Regions from separate parts of the Drosophila melanogaster genome. Here regions 1, 3, 4 and 5 are each linked to region 2. A link is a contact called in public Hi-C and targeted proximity ligation data. All regions are on one chromosome and are shown on one strand. The core of a region is the stretch at or near the end of the contact, and the rest is flanking DNA. Distances in the headings are between cores, read along the strand shown. Region 1 holds the start of LanA (Laminin A). Region 2 holds the start of MCU (Mitochondrial calcium uniporter). Region 3 holds the start of Ldh (Lactate dehydrogenase). Region 4 holds the start of tow (target of wingless). Region 5 holds the start of bin (biniou).

Evidence for each region. Hi-C and Micro-C count contacts between places; a contact is called where the count stands out from the background.
Region 1: a targeted proximity ligation map of the Kc167 cell line shows a contact between it and region 2, with 10 times the contacts expected there. A contact is called at or near these places in 1 of 107 Hi-C or Micro-C datasets (the Kc167 cell line) and 2 of 7 datasets of targeted methods (both in the Kc167 cell line).
Region 3: a Hi-C map of the Kc167 cell line shows a contact between it and region 2, with 6 times the contacts expected there. A contact is called at or near these places in 2 of 107 Hi-C or Micro-C datasets (both in the Kc167 cell line) and 1 of 7 datasets of targeted methods (the Kc167 cell line).
Region 4: a Hi-C map of the Kc167 cell line shows a contact between it and region 2, with 6 times the contacts expected there. A contact is called at or near these places in 1 of 107 Hi-C or Micro-C datasets (the Kc167 cell line) and 1 of 7 datasets of targeted methods (the Kc167 cell line).
Region 5: a Hi-C map of the Kc167 cell line shows a contact between it and region 2, with 4 times the contacts expected there. A contact is called at or near these places in 3 of 107 Hi-C or Micro-C datasets (the Kc167 cell line, cellular blastoderm embryo and pre-blastoderm embryo).

The regions. Positions count from the first base shown.
Region 1 is chr3L:6,216,748-6,219,447 of dm6, reverse strand. LanA (Laminin A) reads left to right here and starts at 1,426. Exons shown (of 15, transcript NM_057269.3): 1 at 1,426-1,854; 2 at 2,199-2,345. The coding sequence starts at 1,633.
Region 2 is chr3L:6,549,455-6,552,154 of dm6, reverse strand. It overlaps MCU (Mitochondrial calcium uniporter), which reads right to left and starts at 1,416. Exons shown (of 8, transcript NM_144449.4): 1 at 1,319-1,416; 2 at 206-391. The coding sequence starts at 322. It overlaps sfl (sulfateless), which reads right to left. Exons shown (of 7, transcript NM_079222.5): 7 at 2,051-2,700.
Region 3 is chr3L:6,261,308-6,264,007 of dm6, reverse strand. It overlaps Ldh (Lactate dehydrogenase), which reads left to right and starts at 1,314. Exons shown (of 4, transcript NM_001274545.2): 1 at 1,314-1,449. It overlaps lncRNA:CR44522 (long non-coding RNA:CR44522), which reads left to right and starts at 609. Exons shown (of 1, transcript NR_124810.1): 1 at 609-1,000.
Region 4 is chr3L:6,941,445-6,944,144 of dm6, reverse strand. It overlaps tow (target of wingless), which reads right to left and starts at 1,289. Exons shown (of 7, transcript NM_001274561.1): 1 at 1,044-1,289.
Region 5 is chr3L:6,989,271-6,991,970 of dm6, reverse strand. bin (biniou) reads right to left here and starts at 1,349. Exons shown (of 4, transcript NM_079226.3): 1 at 110-1,349. The coding sequence starts at 1,140.

The sequences.
Region 1 (2,700 bases), core at 177-2,676, 330 kb after region 2:
CTGTATTTGGCTCTTTTAATCGGTATAGCAATAAACTTCAAGATTTTGTCGATCGTGGGCTAAAATTGAGGTGCGCAATTTTCGATTCTTTGGTCAGGCCTGAGTGAGTTTTGTAGCAGTTATTTTGCTTTAACAACAATTACTTCAGTAAGCTATTACACTTCTGGGTAAACGAAAGGTGGCAATAGCTTAATGGAAAATCATTTAAATAAGTTTGATTTTAAATGCTACACGAATGGCTAAGCACATATAAATTAAATTACGTTAAAGGCTGCAATAAAAACTTAATAAAAATGTTCGGTGTCTAATAGCAGTACTTTTAAGCTATCGCTTGTGTTGTAATATCAATGCTTAATTCTTTCACAAGCTCTATCCATATTATCAATTTAAGAACCCTTAAAAGTAAGAAATTATCCCAGCTTAACGCTATGAATTTATCAAGCTGTGGCTGGAGTATTGTTGAGATTATTTCAAGCGTTCAAGCTTAAAGTAGTACATTTCAATAGAAGATAGAGTATACATTTTCTTAGTGCTAAAGTCAATCTTCATAAGCGGAAGGCGTTTCACCCATTCCACAACGTTCCCCGATGACAACGAACCGGTTTTCCGTTTTGTTTTGTTCCGATTCCGCCCGGCCGGCGAATGAGAAAAAAAACAAATAGCTGGAAAAGATTTTGTAAACATACGTTCAGAGCAAAACAAAATCGGATAAGCGGACATTCTCTCAGTTAAATTAAAGTGCCAAAGAGAAGAGCACCCGATCGACTGCCGATCGAGCGACTACGAACACCAAAACTTTTGGGGCCTCGGGAAAACTTCTCGCTGCAGTTTAATCAGTTGCTCACCAACTGCGAGACCAGTTAGATGTGCTGCGATGTAATGAGGAAAGAATATTTATCAAGGAACACACATGAAATTTGAATTTTTCGTCAAATTTTTTGGGCATTCTCAAAAGACAATTATCATTATAACTTATAAACACATTTCATGTGAGATGATAGTAAAAGCACCAAACTGCATTGAAATGATGTTACAATCTTGGTCTTAAGTAACTTTGGTTACAGGTGATAGAACTAAGTTAACAATCCTAGCAACTAACGTTCGTATTATCCTAGGTTATGATGAACCCAAGAAGAATGCTGATATAATGAACAAATTAAATACAATTACATATATTTTAAATGATTATATAACCTCATAAGTCAAATGGCGATAATCCGTATCTTTTATTCCGGCTTCAGAATTTTCTGAAATAAGACGGATAAGAGGATGTGAATACATTATAGGGTCGGAAAGACTATCGTTCTCTCAGCTGTATAGAATGCCGAAGACGAGAAAAGCCGAAGGCATACGAAAAGAGCCGATCGGACGACTATCAAAATCAAATTTTTCGGGGTCTCGAGGAAAACTTCTCGCTGCGGTGCCATCAGTTGCTCGAGAAGAGCCATCCAGTGCGGTTGGATGAGCTCCACCAAAGGAATACGAAAAGAACAGTGAAAAAAGTGAAATACAGCAGATAAGAAAGTGAAATACATACATAAGTGAACCGGGAAAGAAAGAGATAGAACCGGAAGTGGTCCGTGGAGAAAGGACTGTCGTTATCGCAGCGCGGGTGCTTGAACTCTCGGCACAATGGGGCACGGAGTGGCCTCCATTGGGGCTCTGCTAGTAATCCTGGCCATCTCCTATTGCCAGGCGGAGCTAACGCCACCATATTTCAATCTGGCCACGGGCAGGAAGATTTATGCCACAGCTACGTGTGGCCAGGATACGGATGGACCAGAGCTCTACTGCAAACTAGTGGGAGCCAATACGGAACACGATCATATCGACTATTCAGTTATCCAGGGACAGGTAACTATAATCGACATCCAGCAACGCCCAAAAATCTTTTCAGTATACACACATGATGAGATAATCTTTAACTTTACACTGAAAAAAAGTTAATGTTTAATTTCAAAATAAAGCTGAATCAGGAGAGATAACAAATTACAATCGATTATATTGGTTATCCAACTTAATTAAGAATTTCTTCAAACTATTATTTAGTTAAAAATCAAAACTTTATATTTCAAGTGTGCACTGCATTTAGACGTCCCCCACATGTGTTGAACATTCGAATTGGGCTCTAAAAATACTCTGGACTGAATTTGGATTCCATTTTCTTTTTCTAACATGTGTTTTCTGCGTTTTTGTAGGTCTGCGATTACTGCGATCCCACGGTGCCGGAGAGGAATCATCCGCCAGAGAACGCGATCGATGGCACCGAGGCCTGGTGGCAGAGTCCTCCGTTGTCCAGGGGCATGAAATTCAATGAAGTCAATTTGACCATCAACTTCGAACAGGTAAGCAGCAGAGAACATAAAAGATACCAAAGGTATCCGCCTAAGAAACGCATAGAGACGGGGAGACGGTGGATGGATGCAACTCGTTTTCGGGTTCGACCGATGGGATCGGATCGTAAAATTTGAAAACAATTTTAATGGGTTTTCATTTCGTCGACGTCGACACAGCAAAAACTGAACGAAAAAAATGTTGCTGAGCTCGAGTATTTGTTGTTGGCAAAGGGGAAGGCTTTGGAGTTGTGGGTTATCAGTATGTCAGCAGTCCCTACATACAATATACACAGAGATATGTACGAACATACATACACACACTTTTGAATGGGAGTTCTCGGTTTACAGGCTGCTTAGAAACCGA
Region 2 (2,700 bases), core at 167-2,666:
TCAATACGTCGTTGAATGGCTCATTTCTTAATACTACAATACTACCCCTTGTTGTTAGCATGCGCTTATTCACATTCGAAAAGCAAGTGCGTGTATTTTTATAGATCCGATACCGTGGCAAACAGCTGCTCCCCCGGAGCGCGACTTCCCCAGATAGTTTTCCTGAACTGTGTATGTGCGTAGGTACTTTGTATGTAGCACTCACCAGGGCGAAGGTGGTGCCGGGGGCCAAACGCAGGGCGAGACTTCTATGGGTGGTGGTGGTCGCTGGTCGCAGGAAGAGCCGAAAGGCGCTGACCATGGCAGCCCTATTTCTGGACATGATGCGGCTCGCTTAACAGGAACTGGTTGTACGGCTGGATTGAACACTACACCACAGCACTGAATACTCCTTTTTATTTTTATTGTAAATCACGATAACACCGGTTATGGGGGGGTAAATAATGAGTAATGTGTTGCAATTCCGCGCCCAACTTATTGTTTGGATTAGAAAATAAATAAGAAATACAAGTACACTAAGAGGCTTGGCACTACCTTTCAGCCAAAATCTAATTTTAAACGCCTATGTGCGAAACGGGTATTATTTATTCGAACCGGAAACTTTAGCGAAGCCTCTTTCATCGTCGTGGATTTCAAAGGCACCGTTAGAATCTTCCGATAGGCTCGAATAGATAGCTCCCACGATAAATAAACAAAAGCGGCCAATGCGAATTTCACTTTCACCTAACATTTTGACATGATTACGTTTAATTTTGACTACTTTAACAAAGTGTATAAGTTGTGACAGGGAAAATGCAACAAGCCGCAACCAACAACAAAAACAACCAAGAACGGGCGCGAAAAAGGAGAACGGGAGAATTTTCTGTGAGAAGGGGCGAAGAGAATTACCGGTTTTACCAAGCGAATCTTCTTTAACTTTTCATGCGCGGCACATAGGGCTAAAACCCAGCGATTAGCACTCGGAATAAAATTATATATACATATGTGGAAAGATATATATTCTGGGAATTTAATTATTGGGAACGCGCCGTTTTAATGGACCATTCGCTGCACGGCACTCTCTCTTTCGCTCTCTTTGCACTCTCTTCGCCCACGACTTTTTATTTAAAGCCGGCTGTGAGAACACGCGATATTATTATTAATAATTAACTCTTTTTGCAACTGTCGTTTGTGGCCGAATACCTGTTAGCACGTGCTACTTTTATCGTTCTATGGCTTATCTAGCTGATATTTAAATTTATAGCTTGCGGTTTCGATTTGAAACCGACGCGCCAACCATATATACCGTTGTTTTCTTATATAAATAAATTTTAGTTACTCGGAAATATACACCGAAATTGCGCGTATTTGAATGTTAATATTCAAAGTTGTCAATAAAATAAGAAAACATCAACTCCCACAACCGACACGAACGAACTACAGAAATGAACTAACCGAAGCTGCAAACGAAAAGCTATGCCTAATCGATACTATCGGTGCGCACCCAGCACCAATCGATTACCATGCTGTTATGTCACTGTTTTCACTGAATAACGTGGCGCCAAAAAAAATATTTAAAAAATTAAATATGCTTGTACAGAAATAAATTGTTTTTTAAATTTGTTGTCTATTTATTTATATTTTGTAATATGGCAAAGCGGCACAGTAAAATAAATGTAATTGTGCTTGTCCATCGGATGAATTTTTACTACTCTTACATATAATTATAATAGTCAATGAGAAGCAAAGCTTTTTGAAAATAACGAATTTTGGGGTCATATGCTGAAGTTGCCATTTCGATTTCTACACACGTTTATTCGATAAAAATACACAATTTTTTATCCGTATCTAGCGAATACTCTTTCCTTTTGGTTCCTGAACTCGATAAATGTGGATGGTGCCCTCGTTAAAGGTGCATGTCTTAGCTTGTCGTGTTTACTTGGTTTTAGAACATTGTTTAGGTTCGTGTCTCGACTGTTTAGTCGGCTTGTGATTGAAATAGTTTTTTTAGTACAAAAGTAAACCTACTTTTCAAATTTCCCGCATAAACGCGCCAATGAATAATTCGCATCCATTTTACACTTGCAATAATTTCGCTTTTATTATTGTCGCATTACCAATCTAAACTTGAACTAGTCCTCATACATTTACGCATATATCCAACTATACAATAGAGCTTTGCTTAGTGCTGCGTTAAAAATACAACTAGAGTTTTACACTTTTACATCGAGGCCTGTGACAAGCGCATTTTAAGTCTACTTAGGCTAAAAACATCTATAATACACTTAGGGGATAGAGGCAGCCTTATGCTTAACGTACTAGTCCGATATATATATATATCTGGGTTTTACTGTAGCATTCGTTAACTGCTGGAACAAAGTCACAGTCGTGGCATGGATTTGAAATGCTTAAGGTACACAGAAGTTTCTGTGGCTGCCGTGTGTATAGTAGTACATAGTTATGTATTTTGGAGTTGTCAAAAGTTATTTGATCGAGTCTTTACGATGAGGAGAGCTGAATCGGTGTCTGAGGTAATAGTAATAACGAAAGTGCTGGATTATGCGTAAACTCAATTAGGCGCTTAATTCGCCATTGCCAACTAATAAACATTAAACAACTAACAAAGCGCATTTATGCATTTATTCATGATGCCTCATGATATTATTTATGATAATTTATAATGCGCAAGCATACACACACACTCATGCCTATTTACACAAT
Region 3 (2,700 bases), core at 65-2,564, 290 kb after region 2:
GACGTATTAAGTCGAAATGCTTGCGAAAATCGAGAGAGTGCAGTGAATCACCGGCGAATAAATGTTGAGTCTGTAAAATGTGTTGTCAGTCACGAACGCCGGCAAACTGGTGGAGCAACTTCTCTCTGGGGATCTCCCTCTGCTTCTATTTTTCTCTACAGATCTCTTGAGGACTCTCTATGGAATTGTCTAACCACAATGCAAGTACAGAAGACCAGGGGATGACGTATTTGAAACAATTAGCGAAAGTCTGCTTAAATCCAGCTCAATAGGTGTGAAATGCCATACACTCTTAATAAAATGCTTATAAGCATTATACACGGAATCCAATGAGTATATGTTTTTAAAGGCAACCAATTAAACAGACAGTGTTCTTAAAGCTGGTCCTTTTTAAGATTAAAGGGATATGCATATTAGCTTAATCATATAACACAAGCTGCTTAGTACAGGGTATTTCCTAATCACACATAATCCACTGCACCATCTGTTGGCCAAATTAACTGCAGCAGCCGCCTGACTGGGCAGTTGGCCAAAATTGGCTGCATACACATCCGTTCAAATAAACTGGTCCCCTATGTGTATGTGATCTTGGGCACGTGTTAGTCCAAAGATCCCCAGCTGCTGTCACGAGGCTCAAATAAACAACCACCTACTCGGACAAATGGAACGAATTCAGCATGTAAGATCTAAATGTAATTTATGCCGCAGGGGAATTGTAAATGAAGAATTATCCAACAACTCCACTAACGAAATCCCGGAAAATTAGTCGAAAACGTGCCGCCTATAAATAGAGGAATATATACGGAAAACCAGCAAAGGTCACCTTGACTAACTTGGCCGAATGGAGCCAAAAAACTCTGGAGAGCGCAACACCAACAAACACAGGCGGCGAAAGAGCGAGCGAGAGAAATGGCCGCTCACTTTCACAACGCCGCAGAGGCCGTTTCGTCATTCATCCTGGCGCAGCTGGCAGAGAGGTCCAAAACAGCTGGCCACACTGAAAAAAATGATCAGCTTAACTAACTCTACCATTTATACAGAAATAATATTTCAAGTCGAACAATCATAAAGTGTATGTCATTTTATATTTGTTTAAATTTGTTTTAAGTTGGATATAAAACTACACTATTTTTAAATTAATATGATTTTACTAAAAATTCAACAGCTACACATTCAACTTTAGTCCATTTGAATATCACAATTTCGTGATATCATTTTTCTAAGTGTACTAGCTGCGAAGGAAAGAGCGAGAGAGGTAGTGAGAGAAAAGCGGCTGCGGAGGCTACAAAATCCAGCGGCAGCAGCTAAATTCCAAAGCAGTCCGCTTGAAGTGCAAACAGTTCGCAACGAACGCGCAAAGTGAACGGAACGTCGACGACCTCAAAGTTTAGAGGCGCCCAAAATAATCCAGTGAAAAAAAAAGAGAATTAAAACAAAACCAATACAAAAGTAAGTATATATACTAGCATGCACTTGGAAAAAAAACAGTATTTGTGATTGTGCAGGATACCTGAAAATTAGTAGTACAAACTGGGTGTCAACTTCCTGCCTCATCAGGGTGCATTCAACTTTCAAGGGTCAAGTGCATCGGTCGGTTCCGAAAACCGAACCCCGTCGCCCTTGGCCTTCCGCACCTGAGACGTTAGTGGGGTGGGCCGGATTTCCGGGGTTTCCCGCGAAGAGGGTGTGGGGTGGCAATTGGGCGTACAATTGACTTTCACTTTCGTTTTCAACGGGAGCATGCGCCATGTCGCAAACAGCTGACTTCCCCATTTTCCGACGGGGGGACGTCGCACCGCCCAAGTAAAGTGGAACAACCGCATTTGACTTTGAGAGAAGGTCATGCGTAGGCCCAATTTTGACGCACATTTTCACAGCTTGCAACAAGTGTGGCGAAGATATGAATTTTTATATAAAAAACTCGAATTTTTATGCCAATATGATATTTTGTAATTAATGACGAATTTTTGTTTATTAAGAGAAAAGTTATAGTTTTGTATTTTTTGTTGTATCTACAAAGTTTTAAATAATCCGTGTTTGTCAATAATATATCTAGATTCTTAAAAAAGAGAAAAAGCAATTAGCCCCCTTTTATCTGGCACTAATACTTATACTTACTAATACTAGATACTCGTCCCCAATAAAAATAAACCGTGATCACTCAGCCATAAATCATTATCTAGTTTTTTATATATTTGTGACATTTCCCTGACTTTTCGTACCTCACACTTGCGGAACTCATCAGAACTCTTGGGTTTTTGTACCCCACCCAAATTCTTCAGAACTCATAACTGCAGTCGTAATTCAAGCTAGGAAAACACTCAACCTGAAGCAGATTCTAATTAAAAAACGTGCCATATGTTTATATAAATATTTTCCCACTGATAATAGTTCCAATATGCACTTATAATCTTTAGCAATCTAATCTGAAATAGTATTGCAAACATTGGCAACAAACTCAACTTTGGCCCCCCAAAACTCTTCCTATTTGCGATAAGCTTAGTCCTACGTCATTGTATTATTTATTTATTAATCATCATAGGTATGCCATAATTGGATTAATCAAATTGCTATAATTGTTTGAAACTCTTGTGATAAGATAAAAAACTGCCAACTTTCGAGGAAGTCACTATGACTGTTTGCCAAATCAGAAATAAAACGATTAGATCTGAATCGGGGGATTAATTCCATAAGGTAGCA
Region 4 (2,700 bases), core at 40-2,539, 390 kb before region 2:
AATTTCTTTAGTAATACTTTTGGTGCTCGTTTGGTATTGAATCAAATATTAACGAACGAATTTGATTTAGTAATATCATTATTAATATGGCACAAACTAAACTTTTAGCTCGAAATTTATGAATATTTCAAGTTTCCACTGCTCGATGCTTCACTGTAGTGGCATTTTCCTCATTTATTTGTCTTCTGTATTTTGGGGACCGTAGCGGAAATTAAGTGGGTCCCTGGCTGGCACTCATCCACTTGTTTCAGCCGTGCTATAAATTCAATTTGCAGCGTCAATTTGTAAACAGGACAAACCCATAAAAGGGTTTTTCTGACCAGGGCTGCAGCAGCACTACGCAAATCGCTCTCCTTGAGAGCCTTTTGTATGTTGTTGATGTTTTCGATGCCTTCGAAGGTGGCTCCACGGCGTTGTGCTAAACGCGCGCGTGGTGCTCTTGTTGTTGTTTATGTTGTCGTTGGTAATTTAAACAAATAATAACGATAATAAGCACAACAAATAGTGTGCAGCAAAAACACTTGAATTATATTCAATTATTCGCAGAGAGAGAGAGAAAGAGAGAGTGAGTGAGAGCACTCGGCCACTCGCTTTTGCTCACTGGATATTATAATAGACACCGACACGCGAGACACACCGCACACCACCACACGCACACATGCGCCCGTTTTGGGGGAAGACGGACACAGACAGGCGCGCGCCAAAAAAGAGAGAGAGAGAGCGCTCCTCGGAGAGAGAGAAATTGATTTTTCTATTTATAAAAAAAAATCAAAATATATCCGCTTGGTTCACATCTTCCTTTTTTTTTTTGATTATTTTATTTTTGTTGCCGCCAACTGGCAGCGAAACATAATTTATGTTTTATTTATGATTGCCGGATTTTCATTTAATTTCCATTCCCATGGTGATTTTCGGCTGGCCGCCGTTTTATTTCGCCCCAAAGAAACTTGTTTGATTTATCTCACTTGACCACTTGGGCGCATTTGGCCATTCCATTCCATTCAGTTAAATAAAAACACAGTCGCAAATACACTATCATTTACCGTTTAACGAACACGCCCATTTATTTACACCGTTTTGTTAATAACTAAGAGGAACTGTCGCCCATTTTTTCGGTTTTTTTTTTCAATTTATTTACACTGGCTTTTTCCTGCGGAAAACTTTGCCGAAAAGTATCTGCGACGCGTTGCGAGTGTGCGGAATTCGTATGAAATTTATGCTGCATGACACTCCTCTTTGTGTCACAAAAAGCGAGAACCGCTCTCAGCGGCATGCCAGCACACACACAACGATGGAGATGAGTGCCCACTGCAATGGGGGTGGGTTTTCAGGCGAAGCTTTCGCACAGGGGTTCAATGCTACCGTGGAGCTGGAGCTTTCGGCAAACGGTTCTGGTACGGGATGTGACCATTTGCGGAGGCTGATCGCAGGTCGGCGCCGTCGGCATGGGGTAGGCGTAGGCGGTGCCAGAAAATGTTAAGGCGTGGTCAGGATCAGCGACGGACACAGAAAAGGGTTGCACTTTCCTCAGACCCAAGGCCCTGTTTCTTTAACGCAACACTGCATCGAAGCTCTAAATCGAGGAACCAAAACTAGTAGCACTCACGATTTCGATGTATATAGGATTCGTTGTGAGCAGGTCCTTCGTGCAGGCCACGAGGCCATTTTGGCACTTTGATTTGGCGTTGGTGTACCGATATGCATTCTTTTTCGTACCATCGATATCGGTATCGATATCGGAAAATACACGCATAGAAGAAGTAAATAAACTTTTCTGGTAGAGCACGCTTTAAGCTCCGTGCCAGGAACTTTTCGAAATTCTTGGCCACGCGACAACTGTTCCAGTAATGCCAAAAAGCTCCAGCAGAGGTCTTGAAGTTTCCAAATGGTGTTTTACACTTACCCCTATTTTAATTTAATTTTTTATGAACAGACTGTAATTGTTCTTAAAACTATTTTGTTTTACTTATTATTTTATATAGACCACGGACATCTCGGACACCACGGACCATACGGATATCATGATAAACCACGGACAATACGGAAACCACGTACTCCGGCATATTCAATATTTCAATACTTTCCTAATATTTCGCAAAAATATTTTCGCACAAAAAAAAAAATCGCGCCCAGTCATGTTAGGCCTCATTAATTTCAACAGCAATGATTTTCTGACCATCGCTCCGCTCCACTTCCGATGGACAGAAATCGCAGGACAAATAAACTACCCCCTGCGATTCGCCCTTCTGCATAATATTAGATGGAACATGTAGATGGCATTATTTATTGCATAATAATGAAGTGAGAAACGTTACAAATCAAAACACTCGACAGCATCTATATAAACTTTCGTCCGTTTCCATTCACTCGATTTTTTTTTATCATTATAATATATTTTTGGGGCAGAATCGCTGGCATTTTTTCCGTGCATTTGTCAGCCGCAACGGAATTGAAACGTTTGCGCTTTTATTGCCACGGACGTGTGTCGTCGTCAGGGGGCTGGAAATGCGACTATATCGCTCTCAAGGGGTGGACAGTTAGGACATCTAGGACATCTACGGACACTACGGACTGGTGGGAAAAATATGAAATGTATATGTCCATGCCAAACAGGAAGTAATATACAACAAATGCGAAATGATATCTTCCCATTGATCTATGGATTGAGCAAAAGCAGGGTGGCATTTTAAGTCTTATATT
Region 5 (2,700 bases), core at 100-2,599, 440 kb before region 2:
CCTATTTGATATTTATTAAACTGCAAGTTACCATTTCAATATTTCAGATATTTTCTAGACTCAATTTTTAACTGTTACTGTTTCCCCATCAATGCCTTACAATAGTTACCTCTTCTGCAAGTAGGCGTAGATCTCGGAGAGCGTTAGCTTTCCAGTTGGTGATTCCTTGATCGCATGCCCAATCATATTGATATAGCTGAGTGCTGGTTTCTCTGGCCGCCGGGTACCAGACTTCTTGGTGGTATCCGGAGTGCTCGGCGCATCCTGCTGACTGGAACCACCTGTACCAACCACCGCTGAGCCCGAAACCTTGTTCTCCAGATGATTCTGACTGGGCGGCGAGGATTCGGAACCGTTGAGCGACTTGGCAGGCGAGGAACTCGAGCTGGAGTAGTTTAGCACGGGCATGCCGTGCGCATTGCTGATCACCTGCGACGGCGATGTGGAAATGCGCGACATGTAGCCACCGCCTGGTGAATGCTGGAGCTGCTGGGCTGGCAACTGCTGCGGCTGCTGTTGCCCCGCCTGCTCCTGGCTGGTCAGCAATTGGTAGTCGTTCGCACTGAGTATGGTGTTGTTGGAGCAGTACTTAATGGTGGACGCGTACTGATGGTTGAGTGGCTGCAGCTGCACCTGCAATGGCTGCACCTTGGCGGTTGATGTGCTGGAGCTCGCATACTGCAAATCCTGCGGCAGATCCGTGGGCGTCTTCGAATTCGATTGCGGAGAAGCGGATCCAGCCGAATGGGCAGTCATTAGAACCCCGTACGGTGGTATGGGACTGGAGGATGCCGGCGGTGTACCCATGCTGTGCAGCGCACTTAGGCTATAATGTTGTGCTGCCGAAACGGGCGTGGCAGTGGGCGTAGCGTCCATATAATGCTTTAGCTCCATATACCCGATGTTCGGTTTCTCATCGATCAGCTCCGTGGGTGATTCTCCGCCACCCATTGCCTGGTAATTGCCACCGGTTAACAGATTCCCAGCTCTATATGGATGTCCAGTGTGGGTGTGTTGATGTGGGTGGGAGTGTGCATGTGGGTGGCTGAAAGGGGGATGGGCGCGGGGATCGTGGTAGTAGCCACCCAGCTGATCCATGGTCATAACCGAACGATCGGAGGCTTCTTCACTTTTAATCATTTTCACTGGGCTTTTCGGTTTCAAACACCGTGCGTTGTTTCAAAAATATTTTAAAAATATTTTTGGTTTTTTTTTTATCAATATTTCTCTTTGAAATAATTTTCACTATAATTTCGAATCGAAAGTACGCGCAATTCTTTCCGGCGGAGTGGGATTTTCTTTAACCACTGAAAGTACCGCACCGCTTGGCTATTCTCACTCAACTGAAACGGATGGCATATCGCTCCCGCTACTGGCACCACGATCCCATTCGATGCGATCCACTTGAGTTGCCATCGGCCGGAATTCTTTTTTTAGTACGCCCACGCCTTACGCAAATCGCTCGATTCTCTCTCTATTTCTCTCTCGGATTCCCCATATGTACCGTATGTATAGGTTCGGGCAATGCCGCCAATTGGCTCGTTTTCCCGGGGTTTTCCTCTCGGAGCAAAACGCAAAATATATAGAATTCAGGTCTGTGACTTGGGGACTGCGGTTATTGGAGTACGTTTAGATGGCGAAACTTCAGTATGCCAGGTATCTAAGAAACCCAAACGGAACTCAAGGGAAAATCGAGATCTATAAGATGGTATCAAAGAAAATAAAATGTAATGCGTGCTTGAATTTTCTTTGAATTAAAAAATAATATATAATGAAGAAAAGTATGAAAGTTTAAAATAATTATATTAATAATACCACATAAGATGAGGCTTGAATTACAATTGGGATCTATTTTGCACTTAGTCATTTCAGTCCGACTTTAGTTAGCTAAACTGCTAATTTCATAAACATGGCATCTGTGTTTAGTCGCAAAATTGGTTCAAAAGCGTATTTAAATCAATTCTGACCCCAAAAATCGCGAACGGAACCCACACACATTACTGACTCATTATCGCTATTGTTTCCGATGCGAATTCGGATTGAATTTGGATGCACCTCCCCGCTGGGAGTGTCTACCTTCAGCCACCGCCCCTCTGGCCAGTCAACAGTTAATAAATAGTCAAAGAACAGAGAAAGATCCTCGAAGATCGAACCCCGCAATTAGGCACAAATGAATTAACGTATTCGGCGGAAAAAAAGGAAGCTGCCGTTGCTGCTGTTGGCGGCATTCGGATTTCGAAACGAGCTGTTAATTGATTTAGTCGTTGCCTGGCACGGATCCGGACCAAGATCGGGCATGGGAATGGGTACGGGTATGGGTATGTGAATCCAGGGGGAGATGGGTAGGTGGCTGGAGCGGAACACCGCCGGAGAGCGGAACGTTTAGCAGCAACGCTGAGTGCCGCCATTGCTGTCAGCACTACGCCGACTCGTTGGCAGCAAGACGACCGTGACGGTGATGGAAACATGGGCGTCGAAGGGGGGGTATTATTAGTTAAAATAAATAAACATAGATAAAGCTAGAATTATAAATGAATTTTTAAGCCAATTTGTTAAACATACATACTATGTAAAACTGAGATTCAAAATAATTAAATTTTTTTTAAACAAAGATGCTTCACTTGAGTACTAAAGCATACAAAACTAGAATATCTTTCATTTCAGAAACTAAAAACTTTTTAGAGCTCATAATATATATTT